Regions from separate parts of the Rattus norvegicus genome. Here region 2 is linked to region 1. A link is a contact called in public Hi-C data. All regions are on one chromosome and are shown on one strand. The core of a region is the stretch at or near the end of the contact, and the rest is flanking DNA. Distances in the headings are between cores, read along the strand shown. Region 1 holds the start of Nemp2 (nuclear envelope integral membrane protein 2). Region 2 holds the start of Nab1 (Ngfi-A binding protein 1).

The links. A called contact is a pair of places that touch in the nucleus more often than the background predicts.
Region 2: a contact with region 1 is called in a Hi-C map of the A7r5 cell line, with 5 times the contacts expected there. The contact joins the promoter of Nab1 here to the promoter of Nemp2 in region 1. A contact is called at or near these places in 11 of 12 Hi-C or Micro-C datasets (the A7r5 cell line, the Rat2 cell line, Schwann cells and 7 more).

The regions. Positions count from the first base shown.
Region 1 is chr9:56,369,899-56,376,946 of GRCr8, reverse strand. It overlaps Nemp2 (nuclear envelope integral membrane protein 2), which reads left to right and starts at 4,454. Exons shown (of 9, transcript NM_001134642.1): 1 at 4,454-4,562. The coding sequence starts at 4,469. It also overlaps the pseudogene LOC134480288.
Region 2 is chr9:56,541,540-56,548,587 of GRCr8, reverse strand. It overlaps Nab1 (Ngfi-A binding protein 1), which reads right to left and starts at 2,946. Exons shown (of 8, transcript NM_022856.5): 1 at 2,769-2,946.

The DNA of each region.
Region 1 (7,048 bases), core at 3,205-5,704:
GCCTTCCCATTGAGAAAGATTAGGATTTGCACAGCGTACCCACAGTACCATCACAATTTCCCAGGGCCTTCGAATCTCTTCAGTAAGCCAAAAGGAGTCAGACATTTCCAATTCCTTTTCAGTAGGCCATCTTTTGGCACTGGCTCGAGCCAACCATTTGAACAAACTTTTGACACTTTTTAAAAACTGTACACGCTTCCATATTAAACCTACAATCTCCACTCATATCAATAAACTCAGCCCAACCCAGTTTTACATTCCTTCCACCATTATCCCACAGCCTTAAAATCCATTCCCACACATATTCCCCAGACTTGTGAACGACTTGGCAAATCATTAAGCCCTTTGGTAGTATAGAGCACTTCCTCAAGAACTACCTTCTACTTCCCCTCTAGAAGCCTACTTTGCCTTAAGTCTAGTTATGTCTGGCTTAAGTCTAAAGGTGAGTTCCCAAGGGACATCAATATTGTCTTGGCTGGCATTTTCTTCAAGGAAAGTCACTGCTTGTTTAGCAGACAGTGGAGGATTAATTTCCCCAGTCAACAGCAGAAAAGGCAATGCTTCAGTGGTGGAGGTGGGAGTACATCATCCGCTTCCTCAAGTGATATAAACCCCTAAAAATCTGAGGGTCCAAAGTCCTCCCACACATTTCCATCCCACGTTACAGGATCCCATTCTTTACCAGTTAATGCCCCACTTTAATGGATGATGCTCTCCAAGGTCTGGAATTGAGTTATTGCTATAATTCAGCCCATCTTAAACTAAGGGTTTTGCATTTGAGATCTGTTGTTTCTGGAGAGAAGATTCTTTCCCAGGCTACACTTAGAAACCTTTAGACTATTTACACACCTCTCGAACTGATCATCTTTCCCACCAGTTCACTGTTGTCACAGTCCATACTCTGGTAAGGTAGAAGTTGCTTAACTTTATCATGAAGTGTATTTATGTCCTTTGTCTGTTTATCCAGAGATGTTAGGGGTAGCCAACCAGCATCTTCACTGCCAAAAGTTGTATATACAAAGTCACCAAATCCGTTGCCTCTCATAATTGGTGAATCAGGATAATCAAATGTGTTTGTCTCCTCAAGTTTGTAAATAGCTTACACCATGGGATTTCAGTTATTCTCCAAGCCACTAGGAGAAGCATCGATAACTGGAGATGCTTTGGTAACTATAGATGTTAGCAAATTGGAAAGCTTATTTCAGATACTTAAAAAATTTATGTTCATCCTTATATACTTGCTTTTGTTGCTTTATAACCATTTCTGGTACCAAAAATCTGTATTAGTCAGGGTTCTCTAGAGGAATACAATTGACAGAATGGCTCACTAGGTGGCGTCTAGTTCAACAATTGCTGTTTATTAATGGGAGGTCCAAGAATCCAGAAGTTATTCAGTCTATGGGGATGGATGTCTCAGTTGGTCTTCAGGTAAGCTCTAATAACAGTAAAGGAATGGACTTAGCAAGAGGAGTCAGGTAAAAAGCAAAAAACAAAAAACAAACAAACAAACAAACAAAAAAACAAGCTTCCTTCTTCTATGTCTTTTATATACCTTAAAGTCAAGGGTGTGGCCCAGATCAAAGTGGATCTTCTCACCTTGAAAGATCTGGAGTAGAAATATGTCTTCCCACTTCAAATGATTTAAGAAAAAGTCCTCATAAGTGTACACAGCCATTTGGATTTTAATTAATTTCCAATGTAGTCAATTGACAACCGAAAGTAGCTGCCATAGCCAGGGATATTAAATATTTATTGTCAATTTATATTTTTACCTTTCGAGACAACCTACAAGACTCACTTCATCTCTACTAGTTGGGGCTTGGGTTTAGGGCTTTTCAAACACTAAGCAGTTTTGTTCTGAGATAGTTTTTGGGTCTTCTGCCCACCACCATGGAGAAGCCATCAGAGAAAGTTGACTCAGCTGTGGACCCAGAAACCCCTCAGACGAAAATGAAGAGGACACATCCGCTGATTCAGAAGTCCTACAACCAGAAACACTAATAAAAGTCATGAAAACGCTAGCCCTGAACCCCAGTGCCAAGCGGTCAGCACATCGTCGCAGCCTCCGTCTCCGGATTCAGAGAAGACCTGTGGAGAACAGAAGTGAAAGAATTTCGAGGGAAGTTCAAAGCGCCTTTCCCAAGAGAAGGGTCCGCAAGTCTTTGTTGTCCGTTCTGAGAGATCCTATAGCAAGGATGAGAAGACTTGTTGGGATTGAGCAGAGACAACACAGGCTGGAAGGAAATGAGTAGAAAGGGAAGAGTGTGCCATTCAGACGTTACTGCACCTTCTGTTTGGATTCATGTGAATGATTAAATTTATCCAAAGATTGGAGAACTAGTCAAAGCATTCTGTGAACTTTAGAAGCCTCAAGCCCAGGGCTGAGAGGCAATGTAACTAGTATTTGGAGTAGTTTGGTTTAGAAGGTAATTGGAATAGATCTCTGAATTTTCTAGTTTGCAGAAACTTGTAATAAAGGCAAGTTTATTACCTTTAATAAATACCCAGACAGATTAGAATGAGCCGTTGGAGATGGGGGATTTTTTTTTTTTACGTATGTATGTGTGTGTGCACTTGTGATGTCCAGAGCTTGATGTGTGCTACCAGCCCTGCTTATTTCTGTTTGAGTCAGGTCTCCATGAGGCCTAGCTGGTCTCTTAACTCCTGGTCTCTTTACTCCTGGTCCTGCCTCTCTGTTTTCCAATTAGGCTTGTCAACAAGATCTGGAAAATGCTTGTCTTGATTTTGTATTTGTTCATGCTGTGTAATAAATAGAACAATTGGTTGATATATTCCTAAATTACACAAAAAAAGAAAACAACCTACTAAATTCATCTACCAATTTAGTAATTAGGTGGTTTTGTTTTTTAGAGAAGCCCTGTAAACAGTACATCTCTGCTTGTTCTCTGTCTACTGGAGACAGCTGTGAGAAAGTAAATAGTCATTTGGTCATGTGTTTCTTTCCGTTGCTTTCCTTAGCACTATCCCAAATTAACCAAACCAGATTGAACAAAATTGGGTCAAAAAGTTGTATACTGAAGGGACCCAGGGAAAATGGATAAAAGAAGGATTCAAATAATGATGGTTTGTTTTTAAAATCATCCCCTAGTAATTTCTTAAAGAGAAAATTCTGAGCTTTTACAGCCACATAGTAGGTATACATATATATGGGGCATTTGGTTAAAAACCTCCTTTAGAGAATTCAGACATTCTTTCCTATTTAAACCTTTAAGAAAAATTGAAGCTGGGCCATTAAAAAAAATGATTTCTATTACATTGAACTTATTGCTGTTAGTGAAAGACTGGAGGAATTAGCGAAAGGAACACAATTCTTATTCTAGCTTCGTGTGCTCAGAGGAAAGTTAAATAAGATCTCGTGTAGCCAGACTAGCTTTGGATTCCGTATGCCACTGAGGCTCGCCTTGACCCATGATTAACTATCTCTCAAATGGTGGGATTACAGTCCACTGCCACCACACCCTTCTTTCCTGTTTCATGTATAGAATAGTAAGTCACATTGAAAGGTTTCCAGAGACCAAAGAAGGCTTGTTTGTAACATAGAACTATCTTGATTGTCAGTATTCTGTGAGTCTCTTTCTAGGAGAGAATATGCTTTTGTGGTTGGTGGCGGCTGTCTCCTCTTCCAGGGTGGTTTCCTGTGGGGCATTCCAGTTTCTCGGATACTTCTGTTTCAGTAGGCTGGCTTCAGAGTATTGCCATCTCTGCCAGGCTGGTTATGCTTAGAACACTCACTGCATCTTTGAATTTTTTGAAATACAACCTCGTTTTTAAAAGAAGGTTTATCTTTTAATTGAAGTGTATGGGTGCTTAGCTTGTGGATATGTCTGTGTACCATATGCCTGCAGAAGTCAGAAGAGGACAGTGGATCCCCTGAAACTATAGTTGCAATATGGTTGGGGCTGCTGCCACGTAGATGCTGGGAACTAAAACATGGGTCCTCTGGAAGAGCAATAAGTGCTCTTAAGCACTGAACCATCTCTCCAGATCTCTTTTAAAGTGACCCTTTATTAATAGTGAACCCTTTTGCTTTTTGAAAGGTACTGTGTTCATGAGCTTAGATACAATTTATTTAAGCATCAAACTTCCCAATTTTTTGCTATTTTATAGAAAAGGGAGAAAGGGGAGGGACAAACAAACAAGCCAGGCTTTTATTTAAGTGGGGTTTGCTGGTCTTATTTCTGAGAGGCTGCTTGTGAAAGGCCTGCCTTTTTGGGTGGCTGGCACCAGAACTCTGAGAGCCCTGCCTCTGTTTTAAACTGCCCGCCAACTCTGCACGCGGGCGCTGGAGCAGGAAGCAGGAAAGCAAGTGAGTGCCCCCTGGAGGCCACTGGGCGAGTCGCGCGGAGGACCGCGGAAGGGCGGGGCCGAGGCCGGCTCCGCCCCCGCTACTCTTACCTCCGTTTTCCCGCCCAGGGTCCGCTGCGCCACTTCCGTTACACTGGCCGTGATGCCCCCCGGGTCGTGGTGGCTGGTGCTTTGGCTGCCGCCCCTGGCCACGCTGCCAGCGGGTGCGGTGCCCCAGGAGGAGGCGGCAATGTCAGGTAACCTCGGCTCCGGGCGGGTGGCCTCCCTTCGGGGCCGCAGGGTCACGCGTGGGCGCGGCCAGGTCCCGCCCCTGTCTGTGGGCATCCGGATGCTTCAGGATTTGATTTGTTCAGGATCACACCACTGGACACCCGCACAGTTGGCCACTTGGCTGCAGATTGTGTGTGAAACCTTACATTATCCGTCTCCAGTAATCTCATGAAGGATAGATAAAAGCTTCAGAATGAAACTGGGATTCTGTTTCTGATTGGCTGCTGTGACTTGGGTATCTGGTCATATGCAAAATACTGTTGCTGCCTCAGTATAGAACCCGGTGCTTAGGAAGCCTCTGGGAGCTGCTCAGACTGCTTGGAGGGCTTAAGATTCTGGCTTAGAAAGTTGTAACTGCAAAACGCAGTCTCCAGGAGTTTCACATTTATTTCTACCATTCATCATATCCTTTAAAAGATCACTTGTGTGTAGTCTTCATTACATGGGTCACTCATAGACTCAATGGAGACTGTCAAGATAAAAACTTAATTGGATAATCTCCGGACACCAACAAACCCAGTAGGGTGTCCAAGACTGAAACAGAGAATGGATGTTCAGTGAGCAGTTATTAGCTTCTCACATACCTTGCAGCGAGTTATACCGTAGGAGACTGTGGTCACCTTCTCGTTGGACAGGAATGTGTTGGTAACTATTCTGTGCTATGCAGGGCTGAATTGCTCGAAGTGGAGTGTCTTATACTGACTATCCATATATGTCCATTTTACATGCTACAAAGCAAAGACTTAGCAGTGACTATGATAGGTACTTGGGAAAATATAAAACCATTTGAGGAGGAGGACGCCTGGGCATGACAGCAGACTAGTAGAAGAGATGCATTGTTGTAGGGATGCATTTAGAGCCTTGGGCTGTTGGGCAGTTGTTGGATTTAACATATGGAGGCATATTCTCTATCGATAGGCAGGTATTCTTTATAGACCAGAGTTTTCTCATCAGTAAAATGAGATTTCAATATTTTCCTCTCCTTTTATTTGCTTCAAGGAACCCAGTTTTTCCAGTTTTACTGCTATTGAAATGGGTCACGTTATGGTCCTAGCTGGCTTGGAGCTTTCTATATAGACGAGGCTGGCCTTGACTGTTCAACAATCCTGCCTCCACCCACCCAGGGGAAGTGTTTACAGGCCTGTGCTGGTGCACCTCGCTCAATAGTCCTCAGTTGTGTTAAAGACACGTGTAAATGTTCACCAGGACTTTTCTCTCTGAGATGTGTAAGATACCCAAGTGATGATAAAATTGCAGTTTACAGCTGAGAAAAATGGCAACTTCTGCCTTGCCATTCCAGATATTCCTTAAATGCAGGTAGGAAGGGGTCACTGTCCTGTAGTGTTCGGTGATCAGCTAGGCCTAAGAACTGCTGTTACTGTGAAAGCTGTGGTTTTACAAGGAGCTTGTGATGAGACAGTTGGACAATAAATGTTCACACTCACAGGAAATGTATTTTTTTTTAAAAAAGCACTGCAGGTGACTGCCTGAAAGCCGTACATTTCCTGTGTGTGTGTGTGTGTGTGTGTGTGTGTGTGTGTGTGTGGTGTGCATATTATATATCAGAGCAAGAGATTTATAAGTCAGAACAAGAGCTAGACAATTATTAAAATTCAGTTATAATTAAATATTTTGGAAAAAATGATTTGAACTTGCATATTTCTACTTTGAGAGATGTTTTACTTAATATTTTCAGACCTTGGTTGAGCCCAAAAGCTTGTATCCTCAGCAAGTGAAACTGAGTGTAATGGAAGACTGTGGTCCTTTCTACCACAGAGTAGGAGCTGCGATAGCATGGGGTCAGGGGTTGCCTCTGATGATGCCAAAGACCCTTTCCAACTCTGAGAATGTGCTTTGGGCATGGACCCGCTGCCATGGCTTGAAGAGCCACCATTTTGAGGCCAGCCCTCTGCTACCCTATTTGTAGAAAAGGCAGATACTTGTCATAGGAAACAGGTAGTTGTCTGAGGAAGAGAAAGGACAAATCAAGCATGACCCTGAATTTGAAAGCAGCAGGTCAGATCCATGGGAAATGGCTTCCCATGTTTCCACTCCAGCAAGAGGTCATCTCAGAGTCACGGCCTGGAGTTCCTCTGCGGCAGAGAAAATGTCTGCTGAACGTAGAGTCAGACCTGTGTATGTGCGTTAGGATGTGCTAATTTCGGTTCCCTTCTCGAGATACTGGAGAAATAAAAATCAAGTGTTATATTTAGGTTAAAAACAGCAAACTGGTGCTGGTACAAGAGAGATGTTACCTTATCTAGTTTACAGCTTTGAAAAATGTGAATCTAACAAAATACCAAGAAAAATACTCCATCTGGACCCATTCATCGTACTTGAACTCCCACAAGGAAAAGGAGTGGTTCAGTGAGGACCGCTGCAGTGCTCTGTCATGTCTCATGTGTTCCAGTTCTCGCTGCATTAGCGGACTGTTTTCCCGGGGTGCAGACTG
Region 2 (7,048 bases), core at 1,697-4,196, 170 kb before region 1:
TCTTACTGCTTATACAGCTATGAATTACACCCTCAGCTTCTAAGGGATTTATGCTGATTTGGGATAATTAAAGTATTCTTCCCTATGGATTCTTCCTGCAATTCTGAGTAGGTTTTTTTTTTTTAAACAGACTCTTTTAAAATTCAGCCCAAACAATAAGGGGTAGGTTTATAACATGCTTTTTTAAAATTAGGAGAAGGTAAATTGGACTTACTTGTCTATTAAACAGCTATATATTAATACCAACAGACAAACACCTCCACCACCACCAGCGACAGCTGGGAATAGTTCAGCCAATAGAGAAGGCATTTGGCAGGCATTAAGAGCATCTAGGTAGACTGCAGGCAACGTGTATACATATATGAATCTCACGGTCTTCAGAAGTTCCTTTGTGAAAAGTATTGACATACCATGTGAATTAACATACAGCTCCTAGATGTAATGTGCTGGAAAATGACACATTATTTGAAAGCTTAATGATATGTTTTAGCTTTGAGAATTCTCAAGATGAAGAGTAATGATTTTTTTTCCCAGCATCGGCTTCTGAAATTTCCCTATTGTTCCATTATTAAGATGAGGGTATCTCCTACTACAATATGAGTTATTGAACGTGTCAGATCAGAAAGGAAAGTTGCACTTACTATAATGACTACTCAAGGATGAGAAAAAGGAGGCGAGAGACGAGTGAGACCCCAGCGAAGGAGCTGGCAACCTTAGAGGATACTCAAATGGCTGCTTTTTGTTCTTTACTATGTTTGATAAGATCCACAGTGAAATATGAGCATGGGAGAGAGTTGCACATTAGCACCATTTGGAACTGTTCATAAGATGGTCACTTTCATGGAAGTAACGCAAATATATGATGGCCCTGTGGTATACAAAACACATCTGCATTATGTCAAAATTAGAGATTTCCTTTTTAAAAAATGCAACAAAGACATGTTTATTACAATGAAATAGCCAGGGCCCAACTCTAAGACAGATTTAAATCACCAAACACAAAACTCTAACACACTTGCTTTTATCCACCCATTTTTTACTCTTAAAATCTAGAGTGTATGAAACAAATTCTTCTTTCAAAGCATCTACGGTACTAATTTCAACAAACCATATGTTCTTAAAGTTGAAATAAAAGAGATAGGAAGTGCTTTAGCTGATTGTTTAAATAATGACAAGGAGACAAGCCTAGGCTTCTACAGGGCATGGTTGTTACTAACCAGTAACAAAAGAAAAACTTTTAGTTTAGGTTAAGATTATGCAAGATTAATCATTTACTTATTTGATGGAGTTTATTATTATAATAGCTCACTAAAAATTTCAGTATCATCTATATCAATCTTAGGAATTTGTCATCCGAAACATATTCACATCTAAGGGCCAGAATGAAGTAAAATATACAGTGCTTCGTGTGTATAAGTTTGTTCCTGCTGCCACTAATACAGGAGACTTGGCCTCAGGAGAGAAAAAGTATGCTCAGAAGTGGAATGGCAGGTTAAGCAAAAGATGGTCAAGTCAAAAAAAAAAAAAAAAGAAAGAAAGAAAGAAAAGAAAAAAGAAACAAATTAGATCCCTGGCGCTCCTTGAAATTATTTTCTTTCAAGATGTAATGTTCCAATATCTACACAGGAAACAGAGACGAGGAAGGCTGACCATGCTGCCCGTCTACAAATTCTCAACAGCATATTTATTAATCTGCTTGAGCTTAATGAAAGAACAGAATGAAATGTCTCAAAAGATGCAAGCTGGAGGAAGAAACCTTCGATGGAAGTCACTTGTGCTGGCACAGAAGCTGGGTGTGAAGCAGCCTTTTCAATCTCAGGAAGAGAGCCTCCACTCTGGTTGGCTATCCTATACATTGGATCCTATACATCCTCTCTCCAATATCTCTTCTTAAAACCGGCAGAGAAATTATAAATGTCATAACGTATTTGTATAAAGAAAGAATTTTCAAAAAGTGAATATTTAAAAAGGGTAATTCGCTGCGTGTACAAAACAGCGAACCATTTCGGATGTGACTAATCTATTTTTAAATTCGGTTCCTCTGCGCCTATGCAATCTAATATTAACTATTAAAACTGCCAAAATATTTTTAAACGAGATCCTAGAATCTCTTTAGAGATTCTGATCTTTGCACTCCGTAAAGTTGGCAGGCACGTCACTGGCAAACCAATCGGTAGTGACAACTTACTCCAAACCTGCTCTTTCGGATCAAATTGTAAATTAGCAGGCACTCCAAAATTCCCCAAGCCTCCCTGAGCCAGGACACGGTTCCTGCTGCTCGCCCGCCGCAAAACTTGGTCAGCACAACCTACAAACGCAAATTCCAGCTCTACCCGGGAGACTCCTTGCAGATCTCCCGGGTTGACTGTACTTCGGTGTCTGTCCCCATAAGGTCACACACCTGCATCCAAAGCTTCTCTGTCCTACACGTGTCTGCACATTCCCCACTCAGCCTCAAGGCTCGGCGACTCCGGCTTCCCCTGCACCTGGGTGCCAAGTTTCTGAAAGCCACTTCCAAGCAAAACTCTCCTTCCGCTTTGAAAGCACAACTACAGTAGGAAGGGGCGGATAACAGGAAGAAAACGGAGACTCAGCGGCACTTTTAGGAAGTCCCCGGTCGCCGCGGAGCTGGCACCCCACGCGGGCCCGCGAGCGCGTCCTCCCCACCCAGCCCGCGTCCCCCGCCTGGCAGGACGCGTTGGTCCGACCGAGCCAGGCGTCCGTGCCCCCCCTCCCCCGCTCCGGCCCGAGGCCCTCCCGGTACCTACGCGGCCCGCGGCTGCGGAGCGATCCGCGACAACGGCTCTGCCGGGCTCCTGCGGCGGCTGCGGCGGCCGGGACGCCCCCGCGCCCATCGAGGGGGGCAGGGACGTGGTGGGCGTGCGCTCTGTCCCCCGCCCGCCCCGACGGCGCTCGCTTGGCCGCGCGGGCGGAGGCTCGGGTGGAGGCGGGCGGCGGCGGCCCGGGGCACCCTCCCTCCGCCTCTACCGCCGCCCCTCCCTCGGCCTCTCCCTCTCCCTCCCCCGCCACCTCCGCCGCCCCCGCCCCGCCCCGCGCGCTGTCACATCGGGAGATTCCGCTCTTGCTCCATTCGCCGCTCCGGCTCCCGCCCACGCGCGGCCGAGTGACGCAGATCCCAGCGTGGGCGGCCGCGGGGCGGGGGTGGGGGCCGGCGGGGCTGAGGCTCGGCGCGGTCCCGAGGGTGGCCCATTCCCACGGCAGCTGAGAGCGCGCGGGTGGGGGCGCGCACGCGGGTCGGAGGAGCAGGCTTCTGTGGAGCGGCTCACAATGCTGCCTGCCAAGCCCCGCAACCCGGCCAGCCCAGGAGAGTGGGGGGCGAGGGGGGAGCGACACAAAACCGCAGGTGCGGCCTGTCCCGCCTCTCCCACTCCGCCCTGTCCCCACCCTCTCCGGGTCCTTGTTTGAGGAGGGAAACCTCTGGCCTGGTAACTTAATGCCATCCTTGTTAAGTCTGGAAACCTTGGGTTACTTTAAGGGCTATTCTCCGTTGTCTTCCTGTAGGCAAATGACACCATCAGTGCTGTCTTGAATGTGTCAAAATAGAATTCTTAAGGCAAGGTGTAGAAATTTTGAGCTTGGTTTGCATAAACTTTTCTAGCCAAAGAAAGTGTTAAAGCACCTCTAAAACTGAAGCTATTGCCAAAATGTTAGAAAAAAAAATTAAATCTGTTTTTGCCTTCCTTGGGGACAGGGGTGTCAAAGCAAAGATTTCAACTTTTAATGGTGTGTTCTTACTGCAATACAGGTAGAATCCTGTTTTAATGTACATATAAAAAAAGAGCTTTATCTAGTAGGCCGTCCCCACTTACTGGCTGGCCTCCCAAAGTGTGCCTACTTGGTTGAAGGGGATACAAGGCATTCTTTGAGAAAAGAAATTCTTCAAACCACATCTTTATGTTGCAACAATGGATGGGATAATAATATTGAAAGAAAAAGACCTTATTAAATAAACCCTTTTTTTTCTTCTTTTTGTAAAAACATGTTCTACAAATGAGTGATGTCAATGGAGTAGATATATACTTAAATACAAAAATATATAAGTATTTACATACTTAAATATATATTTAAACTGAAATATCTTCCCTGTCGGTGACGAGCCTGTCTAGAATAGTTGGTATTTTAAATAAAAATGCTTAGTTCCTCAAATTCTTCAGAAGAAATCACTGCCTAAAGTTTCTCCCACCACTCCAATTGCCAGTGTTTATGCAGCTGCGGCCCCTGGTCAGTGAAGAGAAATTAGATTTGGGTGGTTAAAGTACAGTCAGGGCTACTAAGACAATTTCTTGGCTGGCTAATGAAATCCATAAAATTCTTCTAATTCCTCATTGGGAACTCGGATGGCTTGCAAACATTGTTGGTTCTGAAAAGCCTCTGGGGGAGGTGTTCATGTAGCTTTATGCAACCTCGTGACTCATGAACTTGGTGAGCTCACCTGCGCTACACAGCCCTCTCTGGAACTGAGTCCAGTTGGCATAACCAGCATGCTATGCTCTGATGGGGTGGACCTCTGCCGTGCTGCAGGCTATAAGGACAAGGAAATGTGTCTGGAGCTGGTCCTTTCTACAACTAACCACTTAAGTCTTTCCTTGTTTATTTTCTGGGCACATTAGATAGCGTGTTCTTCCCACATTAAGAATGGCATTCTGGGCCCACTTTGCTTTGCTTAAATGCCCCATGGTTGCTGGGGGAGGTGGTGGGAGGAAAGAAAATGAAAGAAAAAATTGTAAGCTTTTAGGCATCAGGTTCTTTATGGGCACACTGTAGTCATCATGACCGTGGGACAGGCCTGAGGTATTGACCTGTGTGCGAGACAGGTTGGAGGAGAAGCCACTGATTCTGTGGCATGCCTTCCCTCCTGTCCCTAAGCACCATCTCCCTGGTCTCAGTGCAGGGTCTTCTACCTCCCTCATTCCTTAGTGGGAGGAGAGGGGATACATTCTGTAAGGTGACAATTACAGAGTGGGGTTGTTCTCTGAAGGCCCTCTGGGAGAGATTAGACAGTTTCAGAATTCCTTGGAGGCAGTCCCAGGCCGTTCTAAGAGAACATGGCAACACAAATAGTTCTTCTTGAGATCATTTGGATTATCTTTTGTTAAAAAAGAACCCTGCAGTCGCTTTGTTTCTTCTGGTTTGATTTTACCATAAATACCTGTATGCTTAAGTTACTCATTTTCTCCAGTACGTCTTGTTTAGTGTTAATTAAATACCAAAGTTAAGTTCTGAGGACACAAATAACCATGGTTAAACCACAGTTTAAACCATGGTTCTGTTCCCAGAACTTTTCTATAAGACAGCAAAAATAAGGAGAACAAAAGAAAGCCTGAAAGCTAAGGAACAGTGTCTGTTTCTCTTCAGTGCTTTATTTCCTATATTAACAGATTCGTAGACCAGCAACATAACTATCAGTGTGACCCTCCCTTGAATCCATGTCACCAATCCATGTCACCATGAAAGAGAACCAATGTTCTTTAAAATGGGAGGCTCCTGTCTCATCCCACATTCCAGAAAGAGCCTTAAGGATAGCAGAATATAGTTTCTAATCAACCTCTCTGTCTCTCTTTGTCTTTCTCTCTCTCTCTCTCTCTCTCTCTCTCTCTCTGTGTGTGTGTGTGTGTGTGTGTGTGTGTGTGTGTGTGTGTGTATTACATATGCACTTCTCTTCTTTTGCTTTTGCTGTGTGAGATTATTAATTTCCTGTGTTTTCACAAGTGTAGTTATCCTCTTTGGGATGCAGTATTCTGTGTAGTATCTTCTGTAGGTCTAGATCTGTGGAAAGATACTTACAAATTGATTTTGTCATAGGATAATGTGGTGGTTTGAATACGCTTGGTCCTGGGTATATCACTATTAGGAGGTATGGACTTATTGGAGAAGGTGTGGCCTGTTGGAGGAAGTGTGTCACTGTGGGAGTGGGCTTAAGACCCTCACCCTGTCTTTCTAGAAGCCAGTCTTCTCCTAGCAGTTTTCAGATGAAGAGGTAAAAGAATTCTCAATTCCTCTTGCACCATGCCTGCCTGGATGTAGCTGTGCTCCCACTTTGATCATGCAAGCCAGCCCCATGTAAATGTTGTCCTTGTAAGAGTTGTCTTGGTTATGGTGTCTGTGCACAGCAGTAACATTCTAACTCAGATAGATGTCTTGTTTTTTTCCATCAAAGGGGACTGAAGGTTTTGCTCAGTTGGCATCGGTGGTCTCCTAGAGTTTGTAAACATCTGCCCAAGCCCTTCTGGCTTTTAGAGTATCTGTTGAGTTGTATGTGGTGCTGAACAATGGCTGACACATACTAGTCAGTAAATATTTGTTGAGTCACTGAATGAAATAGAAAGTAGAAAATGACTTCTTTCTTATGTGCTTTGTAGATGTTTTTAGTATGGACTGTATTCCTAATAGAAGAATCTAAAATGGATGTCTACTTCTGAGCAAATGTCTAATACCTTCAATAAAATATTAAGGGTAAGAGTATGTTTACAAATGCTATGTAAATTGCAATACAATAAGTTACAACACAATGCCTGATTATTGAACTTATTGATATTGCATTTTCAGGCACAATTTTTAAAAAAAAAACAATTGCAAAGGTTGTTAAATACACCAAGTTGTAAGCTGAGTTCATTTGGAAAGTAGCCTAGGAAGTATTACCCCTTATCCCTTATTAACTTGTGTTTCTCCTTGGGAACACCATCTGCAGATATCCCAGATGTAGTTCCTTATCTCCAAACGCAAGGATTCTACAGGCCTACTTCTCACAAATTACTTCTAGAATGTTCTAAGTTCTGCAAACACTTTTTTAAAAAGGAGTCTCAAAGCCTTCTGCTAGGTTATTGTCTTAGCTCTCCATCATTCCCAGATAAAGCTTCTCTACTGCTAATTTTAATCAATGTGAAATATGTCATCTCATATAGTCAAATCTAATATGTATCCTGCAAGAACACTGAATTTTCTCTTCTGAGCTTAGAAATTATAATTTTTGTAGAGTTCTTGGATGTGGGGTTCAAAATGATTTATATACATACATACATGCATTACA